2 separate regions of the Sus scrofa genome follow, and region 2 is linked to region 1. A link is a contact called in public HiChIP or PLAC-seq data. All regions are on one chromosome and are shown on one strand. Each heading gives the region's core, a stretch centred on a gene start, on an enhancer-like site or on the middle of the called end of the contact. The rest is flanking DNA. Distances are from core to core; before and after follow the strand shown. Region 1 holds the start of VPS50 (syndetin). Region 2 holds the start of GNG11 (guanine nucleotide-binding protein G(I)/G(S)/G(O) subunit gamma-11).

Region 1 (7,720 bases), core at 3,590-6,089:
GAGATAACATATATGAGAGGCCAAAAACAGTATCTGGTACATGGTAAGCATTCTTTAAGTGTTGACTGTTACTTTGAATATCATAGAGAAATGCTTTTCTTTTATCTTAACAAAACAGAAATAAAGAATTACGTAAATGTCTCAAAGCACAATATGTGATACTCCCCTGTATTTTAGGATTATAGATCTTGAGCCCTTTGATTAGCAATTTTATAAACTGATACTAAGAAATATGAAGTCATCATTTTTATTTTATCTTCACCTCCTTAGAGCAGGAAGTCAGGGTTATAACTACAATACTCCGCCTTTTTTTTTTTTTTTTTTTTTGGTTTTTAGGGTCACACGTCTATGACCTACACCACAGGTCACAGCAACCTTAACCCGCTGAGTGAGGTCAGGGAAGAAATAGCATCCTCATGGATCCTAGTCGGGTTCTTTAACCGCTGAGCCACGAAGAGAACTCCTGTATTTGGCTTTTGTTTTGATAATTTCCTCAGTTTAAATTTATATAAAATTCATCATAATAATATTTGCCTTCACCTAAATCAGATTACACTTCAGACTACTTCAGTTATATCTACAAGAACCCTCAATTCCCATTCATAAGACCAGTCATTTATGTCCCAATGATCAAAAGGAGCATGTGAAATGATTTGTGATTCCTTTTCTTTTCAGCAAATGAGTATACTTGGCACTATTTCTTTCGAACCCACTCTAATCAGGGTTCCCCCTCCCCACCTCTTCACAGCAGTGCTCAGTCCATTTGCAGCTCTTAACACAGCTGATCCCTCCCTCCTCTTTAAAATTATTAACTCGGCTCTCAGGATTCACTGATGTGGTTATCTTTATCCAGCAAATATTTACTGAGCATCTGCTACAGGATGGGTGCTCTTGGGGGTGCAGCAAACTGCTCACCTCACTGGCTGTTGCTTTTCCATCTGCCTTCCTAGACCCACCTCTTCCCCTGACCTTGGAACACTGAGTCCTCAAAAGCTCCAACTATGAACTCTTGTTTTATTTCTACACTCACTCAGTTGGTGATTTTAGCAAGTTCATACACTTTCTTTATGCTCATGATGCTTAAATTTGTATCCATCTCCCGGAATTCTCTGCAGAAGTTCAGGCTCTTTTAGCCAACTGCCTACTTTCTTTCTCCACTCAAACATCCAAGAGGCTTTCAAATGAATAAGTCTACAATAACTGTCTCCCTTCCTTCAATGTGTTCCTCCTTCAGCCTTATCCACTTCATTAAATGGCAATTCCATTCCTCAATTGCTGGGGCCAAGCCATATGGAGTCAACCTTGAAGCTTCTCTTTCTCTCACAGCCCAAAACCAATCTGCCAAAAAATCTGGTCAACTCCACATTTACAATATACCCACAATCTGGCCTCTTCTCAACACCTCCACCACTAGCACCCTGGTTAAGGCCCACATCCTATCTCACCTGGATTACTGCAATAGCATCCTTACTGGTCTCTCTGGTCTTGCTGAGTGAGGAGGAAAGGAGAGATGAGCTGACGATGAAGTTCTATGTGATCTGGCTTCCTGCTCTCGGCTCTCTCTTCATCTTCTCATCTCCTACTTCTTCCCTCCTCACTCACTTCACTCCACCCACACTGTCCTCTTGCTGCTCCTCAAACACACTCCTGCCTCAAGGTCTCTGCAACTGCTTTTCCCTTCACCTAGAATGTTCCTTCCCAGACATCCTCATAGCCCACTCCCTCACCTCCTTCAGGTTTTTACTCAAATGCCACCTTCTCAGTGAGGCCTTCTGTGGCCACCCTATCTAAAATTATAAATAAGCCCAAATTGCCAACAACTCCAGGACTCTATTCCTCCAAAGCGTGTATCACCATGCCTGCCTTAGCAGTATCTGTTTTGTTCACTGCTGAACCCCAGACTTAGAATAGTGCCTGGCACATACTGTTCAATACTGTTCAATAAGCATTTGTTGAAAGAACTGAAAGAACAAAGGCCAGCATACTGGAGAAAGCAGAATAGATCTCATCTAAATAAAGAGAGCTAACAAAGCCTGCCCTTCCACTCTTTTCAAGCCAAGATCCCTGGAGAATTGAAATGCCAAAAAAAAAAAAAAGAAAGGAAACCTAAGTTTCATAGACCTTAATTTCACATCTCTCCACATTAACAACATTATATTATTAGCATACTTTTAGCTTCACAAAAAAAGAAAATCATCATGTATATTTACTTGTAATATTACCACATTTAACATAATAATAAACAGTACAAACAAAATCCCCATTGTAATTCTAGGCAGCACCCTACTTTCACACCTCCATAGATTCATAAAATGTATATTATGATTAAATATGTGGAAGTCAAGCCATAAACAAATATAATTAGGATGACTTTTACAAGCTGTGTAACAATACTAATTTTACCTCACCTTTTTCACAGTATAGTTGCAGATTTAGTTGTTTTTTGTTTTTTGTTTTTTTTTTTTTTGTCTTTTGTCTTTTTTTGTTGTTCTTGTTGTTGCTATTTCTTGGGCCGCTCCCGCGGCATATGGAGGTTCCCAGGCTAGGGGTCGAATTGGAGCTGTAGCCACCGGCCTACGCCAGAGCCACAGCAACGCGGATCCGAGCCTCGTCTGCAACGTACACCACAGCTCACGGCAACGCCGGATCCTTAACCCACTGAGCAAGGGCAGGGACCGAACCCGCAACCTCGTGGTTCCTAGTCGGATTCGTTAACCACTGCGCCACGACGGGAACTCCTGTTTTTTTTGTTTTTTTTTAAGTGTTCTTTAGGTTTTTTTTTCCATCCCAACAAAGCACAGACTTTACCTGCTCAATCCAATAAGCAACTTGATTGAGGGTGAAGAAATACCATTCTCAGAACAATTTCACTACATTTAGGAGACATAAATTTATTATCACTGGATCTGAACTTTGTATAATTTTTTTATCTCCCATTCACTATTACAAAATAAAGTCAAAAAACAAACCAACCAAAGTTGCTGCACAATGACGGCAATACTGACCACAATGAATTGCTCAACAAGCAAGAGGAAACACCAAACTTAGGTGATGTACAGAGGTCCAAATTCAGCATTCCAAAGGTAGTTTAGGTGTACTGGTGATACAATATACATAAGCGTGTATTATTTTAAAAATCAAAGGGATACCAAACTCAGCCGGAAATCAACTATCGTTTGAGTTACTGCAACAGCTGGCTTCCAATTTTTCCCACTTTCCCACTATCAATGCAGCCACTGAGATCATCTCTATGATCACAGACTTCCTTGACAAGGCCCAGGAACTGTGTTAACCCCTTTTTTTAATCTCTTTACTTTGATCATATCATATAAATATCACCACTATAAAAGCTCCATGAGCTACATGTTATCATTCCTATTTTCTTTAAAATAAATACTGAAAAAAATTAGGTAACTTGCTCAAAGTCACACAGCTACTACAGGATGGAGCAGGACCCAAACCCATCTTCAGGTACGAACCCATACTCAACAAATATGAGGGGCTTCTAAATGTTACTACCTACTTACTTAAATCTTTTATTATTCACAGACTTCTTAATTTTATTTTTTTTCATGATATTAACAGTAGAATTTGACAGAAGTAAAATAATCATATAGGATTCTTGTATTCTTCACCAGAGATCTACAATGTGTAACCTATTCGGATATCTCTCAATTCTGAACTAGGAAATAAGAATTTAATTTGGAGCTTGCAGGCTTTTTTTTTAATCAACAATAAAAAAACCTCGTAAATGAACCTTTCACTAAATGATTATCCTCCACATTTTCCTAAGTTCTCAAAACCACATTGACTTAAAACTCTAAATTACACTTCTCTCATATAAATATAATAAAGAATAGCCAATTGTAGTAAAAAGAGTTGAAATAAAGGTATCTAAAGTCAAACCATAATCAAAAAGCACATAAAAGTACATTTCTGCCACTTCTTACATGAAAGAAGCTGACACATTATTAGGAAGTCTCTAACTTTTATGAAATGAGATAGAAAAGAGCCAAAGGTTTTATTCATGAATTAGGATTCTGGCGAAAAATAAAAGATCATTATTTTAACATGACATGGATTTTTTTTAAAGTATTATTTCGCATATACTAACTTACTGATGAATCCCCTAACAAAACTGTGAGACAAGATGAACAAAAATAATTATCATTCTCACTTTCACATCCGGAAATTAAAGCTACTAGGTTTAGGGACTTGCTCAAAGTCATAAAACTACCAATTCTATGTTCAAATTATCCTCTTTTTTCACTCTTTTCAGCCATCTCTATTACACAGACCTCACTTCCCTACCCAGGCCACCTGCTCACAGCCTACAGGCAGCCTGGACAAAAGAAACTCTGCAGGATAGACAGGGCTGTCACTGTAAAGTTGGCAAAAGGGAGAAGCGGGGGCGGGGGGGGGAGAGGCAAAAATAGCCTCTGACTCCCACATTGACCTTGTCTAAAGAAATGTTTCTGGGTCACCGGGACCCGCCTGATCAGGGCTCCAAATACGGCCGCTCGTCTGAGCTTTCCAGAGTGTGCCCAGGCTTTCTAATGCCTCTGCCACCTGCCACCACCTATAACTTAGGTCTCTGCCTGCCGCGGCCCAGGGACACAACATCCCGGTTCCTCTCCCAACGGAGAAAGAGGCCTTTGCTTCAGCCCCTTCGACTTACCTGTCGGGTCATTAGAGATTTGATTTTTTGCATGTCGGAACCGCGAGGGTATACCCTGCCGCAGAGAATTAACAAATCACTCAGCACCACCATACAGCTGGCCCCGACACAAGGAAGCCATAGTGAGTGGTCACGTGGAGCTGCCAACTCCGGGTCTCCTTCCTTTCCTCGAGCATGCTGGGAACTGCAGTCTTCCGGCCCCCGCCGGTACCTGCAATGGAGGTGAGAGGAAGGCCCAGGTACTACATTTCCCGGCACGCAAAACAGCTGACTCCGAGGTTAAACCAACAAATCTTGTTCCTCTGAGTGACGGCGATGGTCGCCGGTCTTTAAAGAGGTACTTGGCCTGAGGTAGCTCTTCCTCGGCGAGGCGAAAACCTACTGGGTGACCAAGTATTGAGCGACAGGAACAAACACTGAGAAGACGGTATTATAAACCAAACTGACGCGATTCCCCCTAGGAGTGAAATGGAGGAAACCCTACCTGGTCTAGAGGGGCGGGGTCGGAGGACGAGAGGCTGACGCGAAGGGACGGGGAAGCTAGGGAAAGCACGCTCCAAGAAGTGACCTGAGAACTTAGCACTCCCCAGGTAGCGCTGGATCCGGCCTGAGGAAAAGTGTGGTCCACGTTGTCCAGTAGGCCGCTGTCCAGAGTTAGGACTGTTCTTCCTCAGTCCTAGTGTTGGCATCCACTGCAGAACACCAAAACCACAGGCTTTAACACCCACCTATCAGTTTGCCACCTGTGTCATCTAAGGAAAGGCAAGATGGAAAATATAACAATAATAACCAGTATAAATGTCACTTGAGCATCCTCTTTTCAACTTTCAGCAATTTATTTAAAGTGAGGAAAGGAATAGGGGAGTCGTTTGGAGTTCAATTTAAAAACCAACTTTCTAATTATGAGAATACCAGAAAAAAAGCTACTGAGAGCTAACAGTAATAGCTAACATTTGTTGAGAGCTTACATGACAAAAACTCTAATAGTTTTACATATGGTATCTCATTTATCCACACATCCTTCTTCTGGGTATGGTACTATTTTACCCATTTTCAAAATGAGGAAACTAAAGTATGGAGTAACTAAGCAACTTGCCTAAGATTACTGCAGATGTGCAAGCAGAAACAGGACTGATTATCCAGATGTTTTAAGTAAGGGTTTCATGTATGGTGTTGAAGAGTGGGTCCTAAAGTGTGATACTAATGATTTTTTAAATTTTGCATCTGTTTTCATTAATGTTTATTAGGAAAAAAATAAGACACAGACCTGTGGTTTGAAAAATATGTCTTAGGACAACTAAAGAAATGCTAAAAGTGTGCCTAACTAATGAAAAATATTAGATAAACAGTAGTATGGGTGGTGGTCAGATATGGCAAAAATAATAAAAGTGGTTTGCAAGTGACTGTAGTTTGGGGACACTAAAATAGAGGTTATTTACAACTCTGAAATTCTATTTGATCGCTCAGAATCTTATTTTTACAAATGAGGTTGTATTATTTGACTTAGGTTTTGTAAGAATAAGTGAGAGGATGTAGGTAAGTACAATTTATAAATTTTAAAGCACCTTACAACTATGAAGTATTATAGTCTTAATTCCACCCCCATTGCTCCAACAGAACCACCCTATGCATAATTCTGTCGTTGTGCTTGGCAATTCCATTTGAAAACATATGTTCACCTATATGCTTTTCTGACTGCCATTTCTAACTCTATCAAGAAATTCCAGTGTCTTTTGCGCAAGCTTAGTTTAGTTCATTATTTACCTGCTCTAATTTTAATGGCCAGACAGTTCTTATTGTGTGAAAATCTTCAGCATTTAGAAGTCCCTGCAAGCGTCAAAGAAACAGAAGGTGCCAAACATTTTAGCATAAAAAAAGTGAAACCAAATTCATAAACATTTGATGATCGTTGGGCACTGGTCAACACTATCCTAAGTACTTTAGATTAATGCAATACAGTGCTCAAGGAGTTTAAGTTTAGTTGAAAATTGTATATTAGGAGTGATCCAAGTCCAGTAATTCTCAAGCTTGACTGTTGAGATTCACTGAGGAGGATGCTGTCATTATTGTTATCATTTTTTCAGAGTTCTTTAAAATCATCAGTGACTCTTTTTAAAATTTTTATTTATTCATTTTTATTGACGTATACTTGATTTCCAATGTGTTAATTTCTGCTGCACAGCAAAATGATTCAGTTATACATATATACACATTCTTTTTTTAGTATTCTTTTCCATCATGGTTTATCATAGGATGCTGAATATCAGTAGGACCTTGTTTATCCATCCTGTATAATAGCTTACGTCTACTAACCCCAGCCTCCCATTCCATCCCTCTCCTAAACTCCTCCCCCTTGGCAACCTCATCAGTGATTCATGGGGGCGCCAGCTCTAGCATTTAAAATTTACTCTTTACTATCCATCTAATGTTTCAAGGTCACAGGGTTAGAACCTAGATCCAAACCCAGAATTTTTTCCCCTCATACACTCAATACATAAAGTTGAAGGTGACCAAAAAAAATTTTTTTTTCAACTCTGTGTATTTGGGGGTTTTTCTGTCAGCCAAATTGGGGAAGCAAGTGTTTGCTGTATCTATTTGACCCTGAAAAGGCAAGAAAACATTAAAGCTAACTTTAAACTGTACACATTTGTTCATTTCTTATTAATGAAAAAGAAATGGACAACCCTGTCTTCTAAAAGTTCAAAGGCTAAAATATTGGAAACATGTAAAGTAAATCGTGCTATTGTCTAAATAAAATATATTTTCGAATTCAGCATATCCTAACTCTATGGAAAATAATTGAGCCAGACATGATAAATCTTTAATTCCCTAAACTAAACCAAAAAATAAAAACAAAACAAAAATCTAGAGACCTAAAAAGCACTTCTTAAAAGATGAAGCATGTTATTTCACTACTGTTTTTCAAAAATGCATGTTTAAGACTTATTTAGGGGAATTCCTGTTGTGGCTCAGTGGGTTAGGAACCTGAGTAGCATCCACAAGGACGCAGGTTCAATCCCTGGCCTTGCTAGTGGGTTAAGG
Region 2 (7,720 bases), core at 1,623-4,122, 650 kb before region 1:
TGCCTCGGGTGCAGCCCTAAAAAGCAAAAAAAAAAAAGGAAAAAAATTTGTGGATAAGACTCACGTTTCCCCACAGTGTATCTGTTCTTACAGAGGCTTCTACATTAGGTTTCCAAAAAGATGTGTAACCTCCAAAAGTGAATAATTACTCCTTTGATGCATTTCCTTCCAAGATCAAGAGGATATGGTTGAACAACAATTGGCTACAGCCGGAGTTCAGCCTGTGAATTGTGTGTCCTTGGCCTGAGCAGAGCCACAGCTCGGAAATGGACAATTTATTAACAAAATAATGGACTGGGCATCAGAAGATGTGTGTTTTAGTGTCGTGCTTTAACAACTGCCCTATCATTTTCTCTGGGGTGCAAATAACGGGCTAGTCAGCTTCCTTGGGATTCAGGTTTTTTTCATCCTTAAAAGCGAAAGGGTCGAATGATCTCTAGGAGCCATGATGTTTTTCTAGCACTAATGCTATATAATGCAAAGTGCGTAATAAAATGTTGAAATCTTAATATTAGGACTTAGATTCCCCCACCCCCACCCCGTGCCATCTTCTAAGGTTATCCCTGAATTTTCTCTTCCTGTGGCATAAACTTGGAGTTTCTGGGGCTGGAAGGCCACTCCTGCAGGGTATGTCTGAGGGACTGGAGGTGGGAAGCTTGCAGGAGGCATTGCTAATGAATAATACCTTTAATTTCTACACGGTCAGCTGCATCCAGGCCCTTGACCAATTTCTAATTTGAAACTTTAGATAACTGGAAGACACTTGTCTTTTTTCCTCTCTAAGTTCTGCATCGTGATACCAAATATTAAGATATTTCAACTTTGCACAGACAATGCTTTACTTCAGTATGTGCAAGTCCAACTCTCTTTAATATGTAACCTATAAGGTTCACCATGTGAAAAAAAAAATCTAAGTGGCCAAGAGATGCCAAATTGTGGGCTTTGCCATCTACAAAAGGGGTCCCTTCATTTCAAGAAACAGGCCTATTCATCGAGTCCTGTAATTGTTTTCCCTTTAAACATGAGCAGTATTTTTAAAGCTACAAAAGCTTTCAACATGTACAGAAAAGGCTTGGCACTTCAAAATCTGGGGAGACTAGGGATTTGGAAGATTGAAATTGGGAAAAGAAATGTATAAAGAGTAAAGTCCCCGAAGCCCACATCTTCCAAACATCACTCAAAATGTGCTTCTGTGTAACAAGGCTCTTGTCCTGAACAGATTTACCAAAACTAGAGCAGGAAAGTAAGTAAGCATAGTAACCATACCTACTCCCTTTCCATTGTTTTCCTTCACGTTTTCTAGTGTTAGACTATAGAGAAATAAAACCAGGTTAAATTCTTCTTGCTGTGGAGAAATGACCAGATCATTTCCCTTAAAAAATATCTACCCCCAAATCTATTTCTGGACTACAGGTTGCCTGGCTGAGGGAAAAAAAGGGAAGAAATACAGGCCCCTATTATCAGTAAAAATTTGAAGTAAAAATTATAGTCTCCAACAAATTTCAGTGGAAACTTCTGAACACTGGGACCTATTTTCTCATAGACTTTGTAATCCACATCAGGGGTGCCTAAAATTGTTAATCATGATAACTAAAAAGAATTTCTGTACACAGTGTATGTATAATTATTCATAAACAGATATTACTGCATAGGTATTAGTCCACTGTGCATACTTACAAAACATAAACTAGAAATTATAAAGGGATGAGAGTTATAAAGAAAGATAGAAATTGTAATGTTTTGCTCCCAAACCCCTGTGGACTGTTTGTCACACACTTTCTGGAGAACCCTGACGAAACTCAAAACTAGGTAAACCAAGACTTACATTGTGATTTTTTTTTCAAAGAAAAGTCTTTTAAATACCATTCTTTCCCATTATGAAAAAGATCAAGGAAATAAGGAGCCACCTGCCTTTTCCCCACAGCTTAAGTTTTTAAAACCAACTGTCTATCAGCAGGCAGAATTTCTCATCTGTCCCTGCCGTTTTCCAACATTTGGCTTTAACGGGATCCTGCCTGGCTCTGTTTTCCCACATCAAGTGGCAATTTCCAAGCACCACCAAAGCCCCTCTTCAAGAGAAGCTTTGCGGGGGTGGGGGGGGGGGAGAGAACAAAAACAAAACCCCCAAACCCAAGAGCCAAAAAACCTATTTGTTTTACTGAAACAAACCTAGGAAAAGCTGACCTTGGTTCATTTCAGAGAAGGAAATCTTCTGGGACACCCAACTTACCTGTTGTCTCTGCAACTTGACTTCTTTGCGAAGTTGCTCAACTTCCATCTTCAGCTTTTCCTTTTCTGGCAGATCTTCGATGTGAAGGGCTGGCATTTTCACCCCAGAACCAGCCACAGGGGCAGCTCTGGAAGTGGAGCGCCTGGACGGGTGGCAAACTCTGGCGCCTCCTGAAATAACTGCGCTGCTGGCGCACCCCGCCTGCGCAGGAGGTGACTGCCTCCCCGGGCCGTGGTCCCCAGCGCCCCGACGACGTCCTCTAACGCCAGCCCTGCCTAGCGTCCCACGGTCTTAAAAGCTCTGGGCTCTTTCTCAGGTCCCCACTACCCCGGGAGGCCTGCCCCAGTGAGTCCAGGGAGGGTTCAGTTTGCGGGGCGGCTGAAATAGTGAGGCCGTGCGCTCTCCCGCGGGGATGCCGCTCCCCGGCTCCCGACCCTGCCACGCCCGCGGAGGACCGGCCTGGGCTGGAGCCCAAGGTTGGAGCTGAGCTAGCCCACTTCCACTTTCCTGGAGAAACAACAAAAGTTTTACTTTTTGTTCCTTTTTTTTTTTTTTTTTTTTCGTTCCCAAGTCACATCCGGGTTTTGTTTGTGAAGTAAGCAAAAGGAGGACACTACCCTGCAGGAAATAACGGCCCTTCACCTCTCCAAGAGTTTCAAAAATACACAGCGTGTAACTTTCCCCCAGTTCATACATGTTTTTTTGTGGGAAATGTGGACGTTTCAGAAAAGGCCCAAGAGGAAAATGAAACTGAGCTGTTATTCCAGAAACACCCACTGCTTCTGTTGATGTGCACACAGCTAGTCTGTTAAATGCTTGAAGCAGATTTACAAATTTGGGGATGAAAAGGGCATAAGGATGGGAACATTTTTTATAACTCGCAGGCCATTTTCTGAACTTAATAAACGGCATCCTCAACAACAGAGTTGTTATTTCTTCTTTGTAAAGTTTGAGGTAGAAAAGGATGATCCTAGAGAAGACAGAGGCAGGACTATTAAAAGTTCTCAGCAGAAAGTATTTCTCCACTCCCCATCTGCCAAAGTTTGGGTGACATTTGACACCAAGAGTTTTGAATTCTTGGCTCAAGCACCTTCCTGGATGTTTGCAGTGGATCCACTTAATATTGGTTTCTCTCCACTTTTTGGAAAGCAGTATGCATCTGGCTGCTAAGCCAGGAAAAAGGGTCTGATGTTTACCCGCAGTTTCCCTTTGACTCTCTAAAACCTTGTTAATGATGCTCAAAAGATTAAAAGAAGAAAAAAACCACAGAGAAAGTATTTCAAGCAGTCAGATACATATTTCTTTCTCCCCAGAGTGCACCCCCTGCCCACAGAGTCAAATTCAGGTTGAGTGGAGGCAGTAACAGAATATTTCAGGGTACTTGGCCTTAGATGCCATGGCCACTCTCTGCTTTGTGAGCAGAAGTTTGCATTTGTTCATAATTCCTGTCCATGATCCTCCCAGTGGTCCTCAATGAATATATTAGAATGTAAAGAACAATGAGCTCCTTGATGACTCAAGGGTTCCAGTGCCTGCTCTGCCATTGGCCATCACTGGAAATGTCACATTTCTTTCTGGATGTTGGTTTTCTAACTTGTGAAATATGTGATAGGGTAGGGGAGGAGTGAATTAGCTAAGATACATTTCACTTCTAACTGTATTTATGTATCTACATCTGTTAAGTTACTTTCACAAAAAATATTTAGGAGCTTCATTTTCTGTATTTGAAATACCACACGTTCCAGGATCTCCTGGGCTCAAAGAAATTATGTCAGCTGTGCTAAGTTTTCCCCTGCTAGTGAGCAGTGAGCCAAGACAAAAAGCACATCTGTCTCCAGAACTGATTCATGTTTTTGATTCCGTTTGCCTAAATTTAAAAAGTTGGTTAAAAACAGCTTAAAGTTTAGTGAAAGTAGTTAATGTGGCCTGAATTAAATAAGCTCAGCACCCAAATGAAATAAGCTGGTTAGGTAAATTAATGTATGTCTGTATCAAGTCATAGAAATAGGATTATTTGGGCCTGGAAATTTCTTCCTTGGGAAATCTAGTTCTATGCAGTGATATTTATAAATCCATAATGGTTATTTAACTTCTACGATGTTATGATCAAGCATGGAATTCACCTCCCAGAGAGCAATGTAGTAAGCAATTTCTCATGTATTCTTGAATTTTATCAGCAAAACATTTTGGATAGACAAATGTTAAAATCCACTATTAGTTATATCCAATTGTGTTGTCAAATTTTTACTTATCTCGTCCATATTACCTCTAGTAGAAGTTATTACAAAATAGTATAGAAACCACTCTGTGGTCAAAATGATAGATGTAATCCAAAATAAACCTTTATTAGTCCACTATCTCTTGATAAAGGTTTTAAAGAATCTGCTTAATAAAAAAAAAGTTAACCATGTGGTTACTTTCACTTTTAAAGTATGAAAAAGCAAAGACTATGACATGTTTACCTTGGAATGCAAAAAAAGGAAAAACAATTCTGTGACTAGTTTTCTGATGTATTAAGTATGTTGTTAAAAATCCATATAAAGAAAATATTGAGGGAAGTTTTATGGGAGTTGATTTAATACTCATTTGAACTTCAAAAAGACTGGGTTTTGGTTTTACTTTACCTTGTGATTTTTGCAAGACATAGATCCTCTCTGCCTCTGTTCTGTAGGTAATGAAATAAGGTTACTTCCCAAATTCTGCTCTTCTAAAACTTATAAAGTAAAGGGTGATTGTTTAGGCCATTAAAATGATAGCTCCTTTAAGGAAATTATTTAACCCACATTTGATGCACTCTTGGTTCATTTGATATTGGTTCAATTTATTATAACACAAATTATTTTTCCAGGTAAAAATAATAGGCAATCACAGGATGACCAGTGGCTGATGCTCTGATTACATTAACAATTACTTACAATTCATGATATCAAAATGATTTACCAATTCTGTCCATACCAGACTTTAATTTCTATTGCATATAATTGGTCAATTTCATTACTCAGTTTATTGTTTTCTTCATGGTAATGCATTCTTTTAAGAGTTCAGAAAGTTTGATATTAGCCTTATTTTGAAATCTGGCTAAAATCAGATCAATTCAAATTAAAACAACAATATTTTTTTCCTTGCTAAAACTTAAACTCACATATATGAATAAAACAGCCTCAAAGTTCAACTATTTCAAATGATATAGTAAGAATGTACACATAACTCATTTCTACCAATGATATTGGGAAGTTTTGTTGAAGAGCCAAATGCTAAGACTATGGAGGATTTTTTTTTTTTTTCTCTCTTCCCTGTAGTCTTCATTCCTTTTAGTCTAGGAATCCATGGCCTTCAAATAAAAACATCTAGGGAAAAAAACAACAAACAAACAAAAAACACAGTCACATATTGCCAGCTGTAGCTGTATAGGCTGAAGGATAGTCATAATTTTATTTTCTTCTTCCTAAGCCATCTTCTCTATACTTCCTTTCTTATAATTTTTATCTTGTTCACATTTGTCCTAACAATTTGTACTTTTAAGCAACAAGAACTTTATCCTACTGTTGATTTAATCACTAGTTAAGCCAATAAGATTTTTTTTTTTTGGCTTATAAACAATAGAATTTTATTTCCCACAAATCAAGATCAAGGTGCCAGTATGGTCAGGAGAGGATCCCTTCCTAATTCAGAGCCAGCACCTTACTGCTGTGTCCTCATAGGGTAGAAGGGTCTAGGGAGCTTTATGAGGTCTCTCTTTTTTTTTTTTTTTTCCCCTTCTCATTTAATTCTTTTTTTAAAATTATGTGATGAATTTTATTACATTTATAGTTGTACAATAATCATGACAGCCAAATTTATAGCGTTTACATTCCAAACCCCCAGTGCATCCCCCCAACTCCCAACATGTCTCATTTGGAAACCATACGTTTTTCAAAGTCTGTGAGTCAGTGTCTGTTCTGCAAAGAAGTTCATTGTGTCCTTATTTTAGATTCCACATGTAAGTGATAGCATTTGATGGTCGGTATCTCATTGACTGTCCTCACTTAGCCTGGTAATTTCTAGATCCATCCATGTTGCTGCAAATGCCATTATTTGTTTCCTTTCAATGGCTGGGTAATATTCCATTGTGTATATATACCGCATCTTCTTGATCCACTCCTCTGTCTGTGGACATTTAGGTTGTTTCCATGTCTTGGCTATTGTGAATAGTGCTGCAATGAACACTGGAGTAGATGTATCTTTCCAAGTCATAGTTTTCTCTGGATAGATGCCCAGGAGTGGGATTGATGGATCAAATACTTCCTTTCTTATAATTTTTATCTTATTCAAATTTCTGCTAACAATTTGTATTTTTAAGCAATAGGAACTTTACCCCCTGTTGATTTAATCATTAGTTAAGCCAATAAGAATTCTGAATTACTCAATAATACTGTCCTTGCCTGCTCTTGAGTTAAGCACTAATTAAGTTAATTGTGGAGACAATTTATTAGTTGGTAAGGCAGTTTCAAAGATGAACAGTGATGCTGACTTGGAAAATTTACAATATAGCATTGATATTAAGACAACCATATACATTTTAATAAAGAAAGCAATATTAAATGACTTAAGAGAAACGTAAAATACACCGAGGATGGAATTAAAGACAGAAATAGTTTTTGGTGATCTTTGGCAAAGGAGTAGGACTTCAAAAAGCTGAAATCAGATGGAGTGGAGGGACATTTCAGATGGAGAGATCAGTATGACTAAATCCAAAAGGTGGGAAAATGAGGTACCATGGCAGTGATTATTTAATGGTTAAGTCTGTTGGCAACAGGAAGTCTAAAGGGTTTATAATTATAGAGGGCATTTATTAGTTTTTTTTCCTATATATTTCCTATCTAAGTGATTTAAAATATTCACATAGACTGCATCTTAATCCATTTTACACACGAAAAAAATTAGATTTGTGTTGAATTTACTTGTCTAAAGGTCTCAATTAGAAAGTGGATGAGTCATGGTTTTAGCTTAGTGTTATCTGGCTCCAAAATCTATTTCCAGTTGGTAAATGAAAGCTAGAGATGTTGGTTAAGACTATACGTTACTAAATGCCATAGCCAAGACTTTGTATTTTTTTAATCGGGGGGAAAAGATATATGGAACAATTGATACACATTAAATTGCACATGTAAAACTCATAGAGACAGCCCACAATTAAGCAAACTAATGAACAGATAAAATATATAGTATGCTAGAAGGTGATGGTTGCTGGGGAGGAAAATTAGAGTGGGAAAGGGAGAAAGAAAGGAAGTGCTGGGGGCGGGGGCGGGGGCGCAAAGGGTTTTTTAACTTTACCTAGGGCAGGTTGAAAAGAGCTCCTCCTGAGGAAAAAAGAGGTGAGGCTCCTAGTTTATCCTGGAATCTCTTAATACACAAAGCATTTTTTTTTTTTTTGTCTTTTTTTAAGGGTCGCACCTGAGACATATGGAAGTTCCCAGGCTAGGGGTCAAATAGGCGCTGCAGCTGTAACTG

Evidence for each region. HiChIP or PLAC-seq counts read pairs in DNA pulled down with a chosen protein or histone mark.
Region 2: a contact with region 1 is called in an H3K27ac HiChIP or PLAC-seq map of alveolar macrophages. The contact joins the promoter of GNG11 here to the promoter of VPS50 in region 1. A contact is called at or near these places in 2 of 2 datasets of contacts at active chromatin or transcription factors (alveolar macrophages and skeletal muscle).

What each region holds. Positions count from the first base shown.
Region 1 is chr9:73,071,997-73,079,716 of Sscrofa11.1, reverse strand. It overlaps VPS50 (syndetin), which reads right to left and starts at 4,839. Exons shown (of 28, transcript XM_021102384.1): 1 at 4,679-4,839. The coding sequence starts at 4,771. It overlaps HEPACAM2 (HEPACAM family member 2), which reads left to right and starts at 4,845. Exons shown (of 10, transcript XM_021102395.1): 1 at 4,845-4,900.
Region 2 is chr9:73,716,479-73,724,198 of Sscrofa11.1, reverse strand. It overlaps GNG11 (guanine nucleotide-binding protein G(I)/G(S)/G(O) subunit gamma-11), which reads right to left and starts at 2,872. Exons shown (of 2, transcript XM_005667613.3): 1 at 2,231-2,872. The coding sequence starts at 2,326. The region is part of intron 3 of LOC106504955 (a long non-coding RNA gene); the gene reads left to right. It overlaps GNGT1 (guanine nucleotide-binding protein G(T) subunit gamma-T1), which reads right to left. Exons shown (of 5, transcript XM_005667611.3): 5 at 6,453-7,720.